2 separate regions of the Mus musculus genome follow, and region 1 is linked to region 2. Evidence: chromatin contacts called from public HiChIP or PLAC-seq data. All regions are on one chromosome and are shown on one strand. The core of a region is the stretch at or near the end of the contact, and the rest is flanking DNA. Distances in the headings are between cores, read along the strand shown. Region 1 overlaps Stim1 (stromal interaction molecule 1). Region 2 holds the start of Stim1 (stromal interaction molecule 1).

Evidence for each region. HiChIP or PLAC-seq counts read pairs in DNA pulled down with a chosen protein or histone mark.
Region 1: an H3K4me3 HiChIP or PLAC-seq map of the SCID.adh cell line shows a contact between it and region 2, with 57 read pairs. The contact joins the enhancer-like site here to the promoter of Stim1 in region 2. A contact is called at or near these places in 6 of 39 promoter capture datasets (3T3-L1-derived adipocytes, the C10 cell line, the HPC-7 cell line and 2 more), 2 of 15 datasets of contacts at CTCF or cohesin (CD8 T cells and pro-B cells), 45 of 484 Hi-C or Micro-C datasets (the Ba/F3 cell line, CD4 T cells, CD8 T cells and 28 more), 16 of 115 datasets of contacts at active chromatin or transcription factors (the 230-238 cell line, CD8 T cells, the HPC-7 cell line and 9 more) and 4 of 9 other capture datasets (adipose tissue, embryonic stem cells, liver and 1 more).

The regions. Positions count from the first base shown.
Region 1 is chr7:102,310,384-102,317,347 of GRCm38.p6, reverse strand. The region is part of intron 1 of Stim1 (stromal interaction molecule 1); the gene reads right to left. Among named protein-coding and RNA genes, the nearest start is that of Stim1, 46 kb to the right of the region's middle. Within about 2 kb of position 3,982, at least 41 of the 459 cell types and tissues checked have an H3K27ac peak or open chromatin away from gene starts, as enhancers often do. A contact at or near this core is called in the HPC-7 cell line, the SCID.adh cell line, bone marrow and 8 more, where this site is marked.
Region 2 is chr7:102,265,543-102,272,910 of GRCm38.p6, reverse strand. Stim1 (stromal interaction molecule 1) reads right to left here and starts at 5,092. Exons shown (of 12, transcript NM_009287.5): 1 at 4,358-5,092. The coding sequence starts at 4,496.

The sequences.
Region 1 (6,964 bases), core at 2,733-5,232, 46 kb before region 2:
TGGTTAGTGTGGGACCGTGAAGGTAGCTTGGTGACCAGTTGAGCTAAGGTTTGAAGCCCCAGAAGCCCCAGAAGCCCTAAAGGGAAACCCTGAAGGGACCATAGGTGCTTCCCCTGTTCCCAGGTACCAGGCCCCTGTCATTAGCTGCAGCTCCCCACAGATTTGTGGCCATAAGGGCAACACTCCCAAGTCCCTCCACTTTTAGAGGACATGCAGGCTCAAGACAGATCTCCATTTTAATGAGGTATTTAAGGCCTGGAGGGCTTAGCCAATAAGCTTTCTTTTCACACTCCTCCCCTGCAAAAGGTATTTAACCTCAGGCCCACCCTGAGAAGTGGGGTACGGTTTTACACATCCACTTTCTGCCAGGACAATAAATGCCTTAAAACCATGGACTGCCTCTTTTCACCGGGATCCGCCATGAGGAGCCATGGAGAAGACGTTAACCCATAGAGCCGCAGTCTAATCTCCCATAGAAGTTCTCTCTGTGCTCCCAGCCACGACCGCAAAGCCCAAGCTCAAGCCTGCCTGCCATCAGTCTGAGCTCCCTACCCACCCACCCCCCTCATCTAGGCCCCCTCTCTGTTCTCAGCTCTTTCGAGGCTTCCAGGGGCCTGAGAACCAGATGGCCCCAGCCTAGTGGCAGGCCTGGGGACCCCCCCAAGCCTTGTCCTGGGGCTGCCCTAAGTGCAGTTAACTCCTATGTTGTACCTCCCAGAGTGGCTATGCTGTATGGCAGAGCAGACTCGGGACCCATAACCTTACAGTTAGGAACACGTATTGCTCTTGTAGAGGATCTAAGTTCAGTTCCTAGTCTATGTCAAGGAGCTCACACTGCCTGTAACTCCAGCTCTAGGGAAGTCAATATTTGCACATATCCCCCAAAGCCACATATGTATATACACAATTAAAAATAAAAAATAACGTTTTTATTTTATCATATTTATTTACTTTATTATAATTGAAAATAAAATTAAAGGAAAACCAGATGAATACCTTCCTTCAATGCCAGAAATGAAGTCATATCCCCTCTAGGCAAGTACCAGTTCCCAAATTCTATCCTTTTCCCTCTGAACCATTCATATCTGGCCCTTGCAAGGGTACTCAAGAGTCAAAACATTAAACCTCTAGTTGAAAAAATAGCAGTGTGAAGCAGGAGCCCATTTTAAAGACCCAACTGAAGTTTGGCTCCACTATTAATTAGTGTATGTCTTCTAAATCTATTCATTGCACAAACAGTAAAAATGCTCACTTTGGGGTCCTGTGTGAACATTAGAACCTACAAAAAATGTCTGTCATCCAGAAGTAACCTAGTAAGTGGTGTTGTAAATGCTTACTATAAAAGACAAGGTTTCCCTGTCTATTTCACACCTAATGGCTGCAGGCTTGCACAGTGCAGTGAAGTTTACAGCGCCACAATAAATGGCCTATTCTGAGAGCCCCAGCACCTTCACTGATTACAATTACTAATTTCTTCTCCTTTTAACTTTTTATCAGCTCAGTTCGCTATACTCCCTCCAACTTATGAAGAAATAAGATCGTCAAACCCTCTCTTAGAAACAATTATCCTATTCCTTCCCTTCAGATGAGAAGTCTTTTGTTGCCTCTGTCTTCAGCCACAGCAGTCTAGCTTCCGTCCCCACCCTCCACGGAAGCTGTTATCACTAAGGTCACCAGACTCAGTAGCTTCATTTCAGGGCTCACCCTACTTGTTCTCTGCTACAACCGACACTTTTCCCTGTTAGAGATTGTTCATCTGGCGTCCCAGAATGAACTTTCTCTCCGACTGCTCCTCCTCAGGCTGCTTAACTTCTATCAGAATACATCAGAGGTCCTCAGGCTCTATTCTCAACTCCGTCCCTAGTTTTTAAACTACTCAGTAGATCTCTCCCAGCTTTGATGGTTTCCACTACCACTTTCATCATTCTCAGCTATGTATTTCTTTTTATCTCAGGATCTTTAAAACTTATCTCCCCAAGTAGCAGATATTTTCTCTTTGATGTCCCCCATAAGTATCTCAGAAAATATTTCTCTGTCTGTCTCTGCCCCCCTCTTTCTCTCACACACACCCACCCACACACACAAACACACACACACACATACATCATTTTGAAAGCATGACACTATCCAATCACCCAACATCACTTGCCTTACCCTTTAGTCACATAATTTAAGTCAATCATCATTATCTACTGCAGCTGCTGACTTTTGGCTGTTTCCCTGCACTGGGGCTTATTGTTGGGGAGGGTTTTTAATTTGGCTTTTTTTTTTTTTTTTTTGAGAGGTGGTCTAATGTAGCCAGGGCTTGCCTGGAAATCACTATGTAGCCAAAGCTGGCCTTGAAATCCTGATCTTCCTGCTTTCATCTCCCAAGTACAGGAATTATGGGTGTGAGCCACCAAGCCCAGCTCTAACCTCTAATTTTTCCATGCTGAGCTTCTGATGTCACTCTCTACCTTAGATATCCACAGGACAGTTCAGCTCCAATAGTATTTATTTAAGCTTTGTCATAAAACACAAAGGACTCTGGATCTGGGCCTCTACACACATCCAGCTTCATCTACTTTTACTTCCCTCCAACACCCCAACACTTTAGCTCAAAGAGCAATCCACCATTCCTGAATATGCACTTGGAAAGATAGGAAAGATAGGAAATATCAATATAGGAAAGAGACACTGCTCAGAATGCCTTTCAGGTAACTCACTGACTTTAAGGTACTTCTTGTCTTTAAGATCCAGCTTCAACAGCTTTCATGCCTTCTCTGAATCTCTCTTGCTATGAGCATTTAAACACTTCTTCCTTTCTCTCCCAATACATTTTCTATATTCCTCAACTACAGCAGTGAATGACCACACTGCATGGATTTGCTTACCTGCTTACTTTCTGGGCAATCTGTATTGATCACAGAGGGTGAGTAGGTCATTCTCAGCTCTGTGCCCCAGCCTCTTGCTTAGTTAGAATCTGAAGATAAGCAAGCCAACTAACAATACTAAAGATACCATCGACCCTCATAACAGGACTCCAAACTCTAGGCAACAGGAAGTCTTGATAGATTCAACTTCCCCTCTTGCAAATGCTTCCAGATGCTGTTTGGCCTCTGACCCTAAAGGGGCTATTCCTAACTTGACTCTAGTTGTCTCTCTGCCTGGAACAGCCTGTGCTGTAAATTGAAGAACCTCCTTAGGACCAAAATTATTGGTGGGCTGGTAGCAAACTTTTCAGAGGCTCAGGTAGAAAGATCAAGGTCAACCTGAACTACAGTGAAACCCTGCTTTGAATGAATGAATGAATGAATGAATGAGAGAAAACAAAAGAAAGAAAGAAAGAAAGAAAGAAAGAAAGAAAGAAAGAAAGAAAGAAAGAGAGAAAGAGAGAAAGAGAGAAAGAGAGAAAGAGAGAAAGAGAGAAAGAGAGAAAGAGAGAAAGAGAGAAAGAGAGAAAGAGAGAAAGAGAGAAAGAGAGAAAGAGAGAAAGAGAGAAAGAGAGAAAGAGAGAAAGAAAGAAAGAAAGAAAGAAAGAAAGAGGAAGGAGGGAGAGGGAGGGAGGAAGAAAGGAAAGGAGAGAGAGAAAGGAAGGGAAGATGAGAAAAGAAAAAAGAAAAAAAAAAAAAAGAAGGAGCCAGAGAGATGGCTCAGCAGAACAGGGCACTTGTCACCAAGCCTGATCCACGTGGTACAAAGACCAACCCTAGCAAGTTGTCCTTTAACCTCTACATGAGCATGCAGGAGTGCACTTGCACAAATAAATACATAAATGTAATAAAAAATTTTTTTAAAGATTAAAGTTCTTCGGAAAATTACTTCTAAAATGGGCTGAGATGACAGGGAAGAAAGGCAACTGCCAGGTCCACCTCAAGAAGGAATTTGTGAAGTAACTCATGACCTTTGTACACTTTCAAAAGCAACTTGGTTGATTACTACAACAGCCGATCTGTGGCTAATCTTCTCGCCTTGGGAAACTTCCCTGAACCATACTGTTTACAAAATGTTGACATGCTAAGCTGAAATCTATGACTACTTCTCACTGCCTAAAACTATATAGCTCAGTGGTTAAGAGCAAAGATTATGAAAGCATATCACCTTAGCCTAAGTCCAAAACCCACAACTTATTAACCACATGAGTTTAAGTTGATTTAAATTCAAATTCACTAGACCTTGTTTATAACAAGAAAATAATAATAATACCTACCTCAGAGATTGGATAAGGATTAAATAATATTTAATAATTAAATAATAAAGATTAAATAGGCTTGGTGGCAAGTGCCATTACGTCATTATCTACTGAGCCTCCTTGCAGGCCCTCTTAGTATCTTTTTTTTTTTCCTCTTAGCATTTTTAAGTCTATTTTAAGTCTATTCTAAAAGGTTGATTAAGCCACAGATGCAGCTCTAGATACAAGGGACACAAATATAAGACTTAGTAATTTATGCCCGCAAAGTTGTTTTTGTTTGTTTGAGATTATGTCTCATTATGTAGTCTTTGCTGGCCCAAGTTGATCTTGAACTCAAGACCTTTTATAATAAACAACTATTAAGAAATATAATCTAGCCAGATGAAGTAGTGCATACCTTTAAGCCTAGCACTCAGGTGGCAGCAGGCAGAGGAGCTGAGAGCCACCCTGGCCTACACAGAGTTCCAGGCCAGCCGGGGCTCCACAATGAGAGACTGTCCAAAAACAAAACAAAACAAAACAAAACAAAACAAAACAAAACAAAAAAAAACAGCAACAACGAAAATAGAGTCTTTAAAGTTAAACGGACTTAGACCTGAACAAAACACTCCATAGCCCTGTAGCTAAAAATAAAACAATAAAGTCATTTAACTCCTAAAGGCTCAATTTCTCTATTACAAAAATAGTTTTAATTTTTGCATTTTTATGTACTTATTGTTTACGCCTATGAGGCTGTGCGTGTCTCTGTGTGTCTGCGGTACAAGTGCAGAAATCAGAAGACAACTTGCAGGCATCTCCCTCCACCAGGCTGGTTCTGAGGATGAAGCTCAGCTTATCAGGCTTGGTAGCAAGAGCTTTATCAATGGGCCATCTCACTAGCCAAAAATTAAATTTTTGATTATATAGTAATTTAAGATTTATTTGATTAAGGGTTGGAGAGATGACTCAGCAATTAAACACACTTGTTGCTATTGCATAGGACCAGGGTTCAATTCATAGTACTCACATGGCAACTTAAACCATCTGTAACTCCAGCCCCAGGGGATACAACGCCCTCTTCTGGCCCCTCTGGGTGATCCTTGCATGGGCGTATATAATAAGGCAAAACACTCACATGTAAAATATCTCTGTGAAAATTCAATTGCCCTTAAGTCTAGAGGGTTTTAGATCCTCTGGAACTAGAGTTACAGGTAGTTGTGAGCTGCCGTACATGGATGATAGACACTGAACCCAAGTCCTCTGCAAAAACAGCAAGTGCTTTTTTTGGGGGGTGGGGGGGTTTGGTTTGGGTTTTTTGTTTTGTTTTGGTTTTGGTTTTGGTTTTTTGTTTTTTCGAGACAGGGTTTCTCTGTATAGCCCTGGCTGTCCTGGAACTTACTTTGTAGACCAGGCTGGCCTTGAACTCAGAAATCCGCCTGCCTCTGCATCCCGAGTGCTGGGATTAAAGGAGTGCACTATATAATTTCTGAGCCATATCGTTTTTTAAATCAAACTAAGGTAAGCCTTTATACAGTATTTGATGCACAAAAAATTATTCAACTTTATAAAACTATTCAGTTTCACTCTCCTATGCACACAGACAGAAAGCATTAGTCTAGAAAGCCATTATAATTAGATATAGTTAATTAGAAAGTACTTCATTTGAGTTTCAATCTCCTCACCTACAACTCAGAATGCTGGGTTCAGAGAAATTAAATAAAATATCCTTGAGTGGCTAAATAAACTGTTATCATATTACCTCTCTTGTAATAAAATCACTCCTGAGCTACATTGCATAATAGTGCCTTGCAGCTTAAGAATACTATCCTCAGTGGGTAAGAGCACCCGACTGCTCTTCCGAAGGTCCGAAGTTCAAATCCCAGCAACCTGGTGGCTCACAACCACCTGTAACAGAGACCTGACGCCCTCTTCTGGTGTGTCTGAAGACAGCTACAGTGTACTTATATATAATAAATAGAAAAAAAAATAGCTTAAAAAAAAAAAAAGAATACTACCCTCTCAGGGGTCTGAAAGCTATAAAGGGGCAGGGGAATTTGCACTGTCATTAGGAGAAAGAGCCTGTCCCACTAAGGAACTGGGGTGAGACACTGCCAAGTGGCTTTCCTCCGGGAGTCTCTAGCTAATTATGGTCCTGACCCTTTGCCCCATCTGCCTGTGACCTCTGAGAAGGTTAAAGAACACTAAGTTCTCCACAGCAGCTCTTCCTTGGCCAAAAGGTATTGCTGGGCACAGATCAGCCAGAGCTATAGCTACGAGATCCCGCCCTTGGTTCCCTTTTAGAGCAGTGAAAACCAGGAGCGATTCTCTCCTTTCCTGAGACTATCGGCTCCAGACTCCTGGGAATCACCCACACAGCATCAAGAATCTGGGTCTGGGGCATCAAATGTGACACAGCTAATAGACCATCCAGGCCGTTTAGACAGAAGGGCCACCTGTTAGGATGTGAAATGTGGAATAAAGGGGACTGGTCTATCCTCTACCGCCACCCACTCACCACCCATCTTCATCCCCACCCCCAAGTAACAATATTTAATCTTAGATGCTCCTGGGGCCATTTTTCCAGCTCTTCTTCAGGCTACAGAAGCCCCAGGGACTTAACCACTTCCTTCACTCATTAAAACAGAACTGCCAGCCCTTAGGACTCCCTTCCTCATCATGACTAGCTCTAGGTAAAAAAAAAAAAAAAAAAAAAAAAAAGTCCATCCACATACCCTTTCTACAGCTAAATATGTGGGCCCTTTCTGTTGCAAGGATTTAACTGTTGGGCCAATGTAGGCCCAACAATGTAGGCCA
Region 2 (7,368 bases), core at 3,843-6,342:
GAAGAAAGAAGACAACGCTTTCGTCCATCCTTAAACCCCACAGAAAGCACACACAGCATCACCCAGAGCACTCACTCAAACACTTGAATAAACAACACATGAGCTGGAACTGTTCAATGTTTGCTGAATCAATTAACCTAGCTAAAGGTGACTGTCAAAGCTAAGGCCTGGAAGTAAGTATGTCCTGGCTGCCCCAGGATAGTATGTCCCACTTGCCAGCCCCTGGTATTAGCTTCAACCAAGCTCCACCCACCTGCTCTTGGCTCCAGCCCTGTTCCAGGAGCCACCCTCAGCTAAAATTAGCATAGCTACCAAGATGGCCAGGCCATTTATAGCCTTGGAGGCAGCAGCAACTAATTGGGTGGGCTGGCTGGCTTCTGACCTGCCACTCCAAAGAAGTTGATTGAGCAGAGCCTGCACTCTACATAGATGCCTATCCTCCAAAACCTTATTCAAGCTAAACCAGTTTCTAATTAGAAACCCTCAAAACCACCTATCATAGCAGCCACATCTCCAGACTTGACCTGAGGTCTCTTACTCAATACACATTCTGTAGAAAACATTTGAGCTTCTGCAAGCAATGACCCTAGAGTCTATAGATTCCTGATACTCATGCTAAGTCAGCTTTAAAAATGTAGGCCCTAGAATGACACAGCCATAGACAGATCTCTCCTGAGAAAATGACTTAATACAACTGGGTGTTCAGGTATTTTTTAAGACAAAAAGTAACAGGAATGTTCTATCCACTGCCTAAAGTAAGCTCTGCAAGCTCACGGTTCAGAGGAAATTCTGTTTATCTGGTTGATGGGTGAGGTGGTTTGGTTTTGGTGTTAACTGAAGATCAAATCCAGGATATCATGCATGCAAGACATGTACTCTATCGACTGAGCTACCAGTGTAACCTCAGCCCCCATGGTCAGGGTTTGGCTTTTGTTTTGCTTTTTTTTTTAAAGACTTATTCCTATTTTATGTGTATGAGTGTTTCACTTGCATGTATTTATGTGCACCAAGTGCATGCTGGGTGCTCTTAAAGGTTATAAGAGGGCAGCTGGAGATAAGGATGGTTGTGAGCCACCATGTAAGTGCTGAAACAGAACCCAGATTCTCTGCAGAAGCAACAAGTGTTCTTAACAGCTGGGTCATCTCTCTAGTCCCTGGTCAAGAGTTTAATAGTGTTTGTTGTAGACACAGAAAACAAAAAAAGTCACTAAGTCTTTCTTTCTTTCTTTCTTTCTTTCTTTCTTTCTTTCTTTCTTTTTTCTATGTGGTGCTGGAAATGGAACACAGGACCTTTAATACACTAACCAAGCACTCCACTACTAAGCTATAGCCTTAGTGTACCATAAACATTTTTGAGACAATCTTCTCTATGTATTCCTAACAGCCTAAAACTTACTGTGTAGACCAGGCTGGTTTAGAACTCACATAAATCCACCTGCCTCTACCTCTGCCTCTTGAGTGTCGGGACAATAATCATGTGCCATCATACCTGGCCACCATAAGACTTTTAGCAAAATCCTTAGAATCAAATCTTATGACAGATAACAGGTTGGAGGGAGGGGCGATTCTTTTATCAACGCCTCTCCAGGAGGAAAAAAAAAAAAAAGCACTCCTTTTCTTGGATCTCAGACACAAAGTCACCAGGGCCTACCTAACTGCCAAGAGGAGAGCAACATTTTCTAGGCCCCACCTAGCACTCCTTTAACAGGACAGGACCTGAGAAGATGGAAGAAGTCCAGGACTTAAGATCAGAACACCTGTTTCAAATACAAAGCAAAGAACCTAGTCCTACTCTCTCAGTCCCTCAGTCTCCCTCTCTCTCTTTCTATTTTTCAGTGTGTGTGTGTGTGTGTGTGTGTGTGTGTGTACATGTGCACGATGTGTATTTGTGAGCACATGTGCCATGATGTACATATGGAGATCAAAGGACAACTTTATGGGATCAATTCTCCCATTACTTGGTCCCAGGGATTGAGCCAAGGTCATCAGATATACACAGGCAGACCCTTTCCTTGCTGAGCCATCTTGATAGCCCAAAGCATTTATTCACATGTAAAAATAAGGATGTATTATCTTTCGCTGCATTTTAATAGGGTTATTTTGAGGCTTTGCAGAGTAAGCCATGTAACTGTAAAATATAAACTGTGCAGAGCACACAAATTTACCAATTATGTTGAATCTTGCTGAGAAAATGGTAGCTAAGACAGGTATGGTGTCTTGTGGCCTGTAGTCCATCCCTTGAGTAGTGGAGGCAGAAAGATCAAGACCTCAAGACCAGCTTCAGCTACTTTTTAAGTTTAAGGCCAACCTAGGCTACTAAGTCTAAAGAAAGAGAAAGACAGGGAGAGTCAGAGGGATAGAGGAGAGGGAGGGAAGAAGAAAGAACAGTATAGAAGGGGTAGCTTTAACAGCAAGTAAAACTCATGTGTTCTGTGGACACAGAGGACTTGGAAAGACTCTGCACAAATCCTGGCTATAGCAACAGTTTCACTCCAAACCCTTTGCAGAATCTAGGGTAGAAGCCACTTCTTTGAAGAAGAAAGAAAAGTCCCTGCCTGAGCCAAAGTTCCATAGTGACCCAAGTAGACAAGCTACCAAAACAATACAGGTAGGAAGGACACCCACATTCCCACAAAAACGATAGGCATTCCTAACACATAGAGTCCCTGAGACTTTCCTCCCTGGAATATAATTACTACAACGATGGAAGCCAATTTCTGAACTAAGAGGAAATAAAGATGAAAAGAGAGGCCTTTATGGCGTAATCTAAACAGTCAGTCCTCAAAGATAGGACGTTTGAGGAATGTCTCCACAGACTCATCCTGAGGGATTCCTGAGGAATGCTGGAATGCTTCTCTACCTTAGGCAAAACACACACACACACACGACCTACAGTCAACTTCCTAAAGGCTTGCTAATGCCTAAAACTCGAAGCTGCATTCTTTTAGTTTAGATCTGACATACCAAACAGCTCTCAGAAAGATTGATTTTATGTCATACACACATATTCTGAAGTGAAAACAAGAGGATAAATGATCAATTATAAACCAGGATGTCTGTCACTGGGACTGCAGAAAGACTACTCAGGGTTACTTCACAGTTCAACCAATTTTTCCATTCATAGCCCAATGGGGGGAAACAAATTTAAGCTAAGTTTCAGAGGCCTAGGAGATTTCCTATGGAGATGCAGGAATGACCAATCCTAAAAGCAACAGCCCTAACTCCATGCTTGTATAAGGGACAGTCCTGGCCTCACCTACAAATCAGCCCTTGAAACACCTAAAATTTCAGACAACCAAGTCAAAAAAGCTGAAAGAGGGCAGCCCAAGAAAAAGTCTACCACTAATGCAATCCATAAAAGACTTCACCGCCATATTTTATATTCTTTCCCTGCTTGTATCAGCAGATACCCACTGAGACATCCCCTCTCTGAACTTGCCTATCCTCAAACACCCTAACTAGTCTTCTGTCCCCAACCCTTCAGGCTACAGTCTGGGGCAGATTGTAGTGACAGGGTGTGAAAAACAGAAAAAGAGAACTGGTGAGCTTCTAAACTTTGTGTAAATTAATTGTATTTTTTTTAAAGGTTCCTTTCTACTGCAAAAGTATTGGCCAGAGCTACTACTGCTAAACAAAGCTCTGTAAGTATACAGGGAAAATAAGGACAGATTAAAAATAATAACATGGAATCCTTACTCTCATCAGTCAGAAGAAACGGATTAAGTCAACAAGTGGTCCCAGGATTTTTTATTACCGAGAAGTCAAGAAAGGGCCATTTAAGTCCCTAGTGGTAAACAGGATTCCATCTAAGGACTTGCTTTGATATTTCACATGGGCACAAGCAAAAGACAGATTTCCTAAGGGAAAGGAGGGACTACGGTGGTTCTCACGGTGGTTAGAACAGAAAGGCACACCTGAACACCAAGCTGTAGAAAAACAGACCCAGCCCTGCCCTGATCTTCCCTGCCCATCCCGAGTGGCCTCAACCCACCATTGCCACACACCCCCTTATACCTCAAGTGATAAAACTGGCTAAAAGGAATTTTAACATCTGAGAAGGCTACTCTTCCAGACAAGAAGTCCTGAATGGGGCCTCAACCTTACTGATCTAAAAAGTCAAGGTGTCCCCATGAGGCTTCTCACTACCTTCCGGAGGAGGGATAAGGAAAGTTGCTCTGGGGAAATACTAACATTAGGCATGACTACTACACGAAAGAACTTCTTGGACTACTGAGACTACACAGTGTTATGGTGTATCTCACATGTGCGGAGATTCCAACGTGCCCACTTCGGGCCACTCAGTCTTGAGTCAATCAAGCCCCCAGCCCAGTCCAGCCCGCCGCAAGGCCTTCTTTACCTGCTTCGGTAGACTCTTCAGAAGTCGCCCCGGAGCTAGCTCCTGTATTCTTTTCACTGTGACTATGGCTGAGACTCTGGCCCTGATGCAGAAGGAGCCCCCAAAGAAGCCACAGGGCAAGACGGGCGCACACATCCATGACGGTAGGTCTCAGTCAACATGCGCCTGCTGTAGACACCTTTGGATCCCAGAAGCAAATCCCAGAGTCAGGGAGTGCAGCCGACGGTTCCAAAGCAAGATGCCCTCGCGGCGCCGCAGCTGTCCAGCCACCTGCGGGCTTACCTCCTCCGATAAGCGAAGGTCAAGTGCCCCAAGTTTGGACGCAGAAGGATCGGAGTCTCCGGTCCAACTGTAGGTCCGCCGGGGCTGCGGCGGCGGCCTGAGCTCTATCTGCTTCCGGAGAGTTTGAGCAGGGTGGCTGCGGGGCCGCTGTCAGCTCCGCAGCCTGCTGCACCCCTGCGGGAGGAGGCGGGCAGAATCTCCCGCCCGCACTGAGGTGGGGGAGGGAGAGAAGAGAGGAGAGAAGGGGGGCACCTGACCTCGCCCCGAGAAACAGCGGTGAGCCTCAGCAGCTAGGGCTTCGGCGTGCGACCTACAGGCCCCAGCAGACACGGATGTCTCCGGGATCCTAAGACTCCTAGGCCGAGGTCAGCGCCCCCGCCGGGTCCGGTACCTCTGCGGCTCCTGGTGCCCCGGTGCAGCAGGCGGACGCGCACGGGCCAGGCCCGGGACAGCGGCTCCCGGGAGGGCGGGAGGGCGGGAGGGCGGCACGGGGCGGGCCCGAAGTGGGCGGGGGCGTGCTCTACCGCCGGCCCGCCCCGCGCCGCCCGGCCCCCAGCGAAGCCCGGGCCCGCCCCAGAGCCGGCTTATCCCGGAATAACCTGTTGGAGAGCGCCCGCCAGAGCCCCCCGCAACTGGCGGGGTCTCTTGGGGACCCTGCCTGCGCTGGTGGTCGTCAGGACCGCGGCCCCGCGACAAGGATGGGGCCTCGGCCTCTGCCGTGCGCACCCCAGCCTCCAGCTCTAACGCCCGCCCGCAGGCGGGCCCCTGACACGCAGTTGCTCAGGTAACTCAGGCCTGCGGCGGCGGTGACAGCTACTGCCCTGTCCGGATCTCCGGGCCGCAGCGCTGCTCTCCGGACTCCACTGTAAAGTCAGGTTGGACAGAAACTCCGCACTAGGATGACAAACCTGGAGCCGCCTGGGGTGACTATGGTCCTGCTAGGTTTGGCCAAGGGGCGCGCTCCCAGCCCCCAACTCCCGACTCCCAGGCTCCGCCCTTTCGACGCGCCTCGCAGCCAATCGGCTTCCGCCTCTCAATAACCCGCGCCTCCGGTCTCCCGTACGCAGCGGTCCCTGGTGGCCACATCTAAGTACTGCAAAAGGACTAGTTCCTAGGTGGCCCTGACCCTTTCTAGAGGGTTACTGAAGGGAAGGGAAGCCCCTAGTCAAGCCCTTTAGAGGCTACAAGTGTTTAAAGAAGAAATTGTTCCAAAAAGCAGAATGAAATGCCCATCCCACTGTAGGTAAAACGTCACCTGTACGTAGCCTAACAGGTCTATCTGCTTTCCTAACACCCTGCCCGTCCCTGATCTACATCCTATGCCCTTGTGTAGCTCTTGCAACCCACCTCTCAGGCCCCACCCTCTTGAGGTTTGTGGGGTAAAGCCCGTGATGGTTCCTCCCATCTCATTCTCCTATCTCTCTGATTCCGTTAGAGGAGATGGTAGCGACTTGAGAATAAGTGCCCCAAAAACAGAGAACCCCGCCCAGGCTTCCTTTAGCAAAGCCTATACTTCCTGTTCTCTTCTCAAGCGTACTGTCAGCAGATCTTTACCGAAACCTCCGTGCCCTACCCCTGTCCTTGGCACCGGAGGCAGGAGACTGGATTAGGCCCAGTCCCTCTTCTGACAGTGATAAACCAGCTCCTGTTATGAGTGAGCCCTTTGAAGACCAGAACACGGATTTGCCCAACAGCTGCCTGGCTTAAGGGTTAGGCTGTTGATATAAAAATACATGTCAGACGTCATCTACTATCACTCTCTCCACTCTGTTAATCTCCCATCACACTGGCCTTTTTTTTTTTTCTTGTGGTGTGTGTGTGTACACTTTTACAATATCAAACCCAGAACCTCAGACACGATAAACAAGCACTCTATTCGCCACGCTAAACATGGACCTTCAGGAAGTTCCCAAACACATCAAACAGGCTTCAGAGCATTTGTGTCTGTTGTTTCTTCTACCGAAAACCTTCCTCACCCTACTTCCCCACCCGCTCCCCACCAATAAACTTAACCTCTTGTTATTCTAGATATTGTTGAATAACTCCTTAGAAGGTTCAACCTAAGGCTGACAATATGGTTTAGTGGGTAAAGAAGCTCACCACAAGCCGGGCGCGGTGGCGCATGCCTTTGATCCCAGCACTCGGGAGGCAGAGGCAGGCAGATTTCTGAGTTCGAGGCCAGCCTGGTCTACAGAGTGAGTTCCAGGACAGCCAGGGCTACACAGAGAAACCCTGTCTCAAAGAAAGGCAGACAGAAAGACAGGAAGGAGGGAGGGAGGGAGCAAGGAAAGAAGGAAGGAGGGAGGGAGCAAGGAAAGAAGGAAGGAGGGAGGGAGCAAGGAAAGAAGGAAGGAGGGAGGGAGGGAAGGAAGCTACTATCTGTATCACCTTCAAAGCCAGTCTACAGAGTTAGGCCCTAAATATAGCCACTCCTCCCACTATCGTGTGGTTGTGAGTTTTCAGAGGTCTCTGAGATGTACACCTGCACATCATAAATACTTAGTGAAAAGCTTACTGGTAAATGTTAGTTCATTTGATCACACAAATATCTATTGAATGACAGCCATATGCTGGAAAATTGGCCAAAACAAAAGGCGAACCCCTGACCTAGATTCTATCAGACCTATGTTCTGAGCCAGCTCTCAAACTCAAGTCACAAAATGAACAAGTAGGCAATGATGTGACTAAGTCTTAGGTAGGAGTGATAGGGGTGGGGACTACAGACTGGA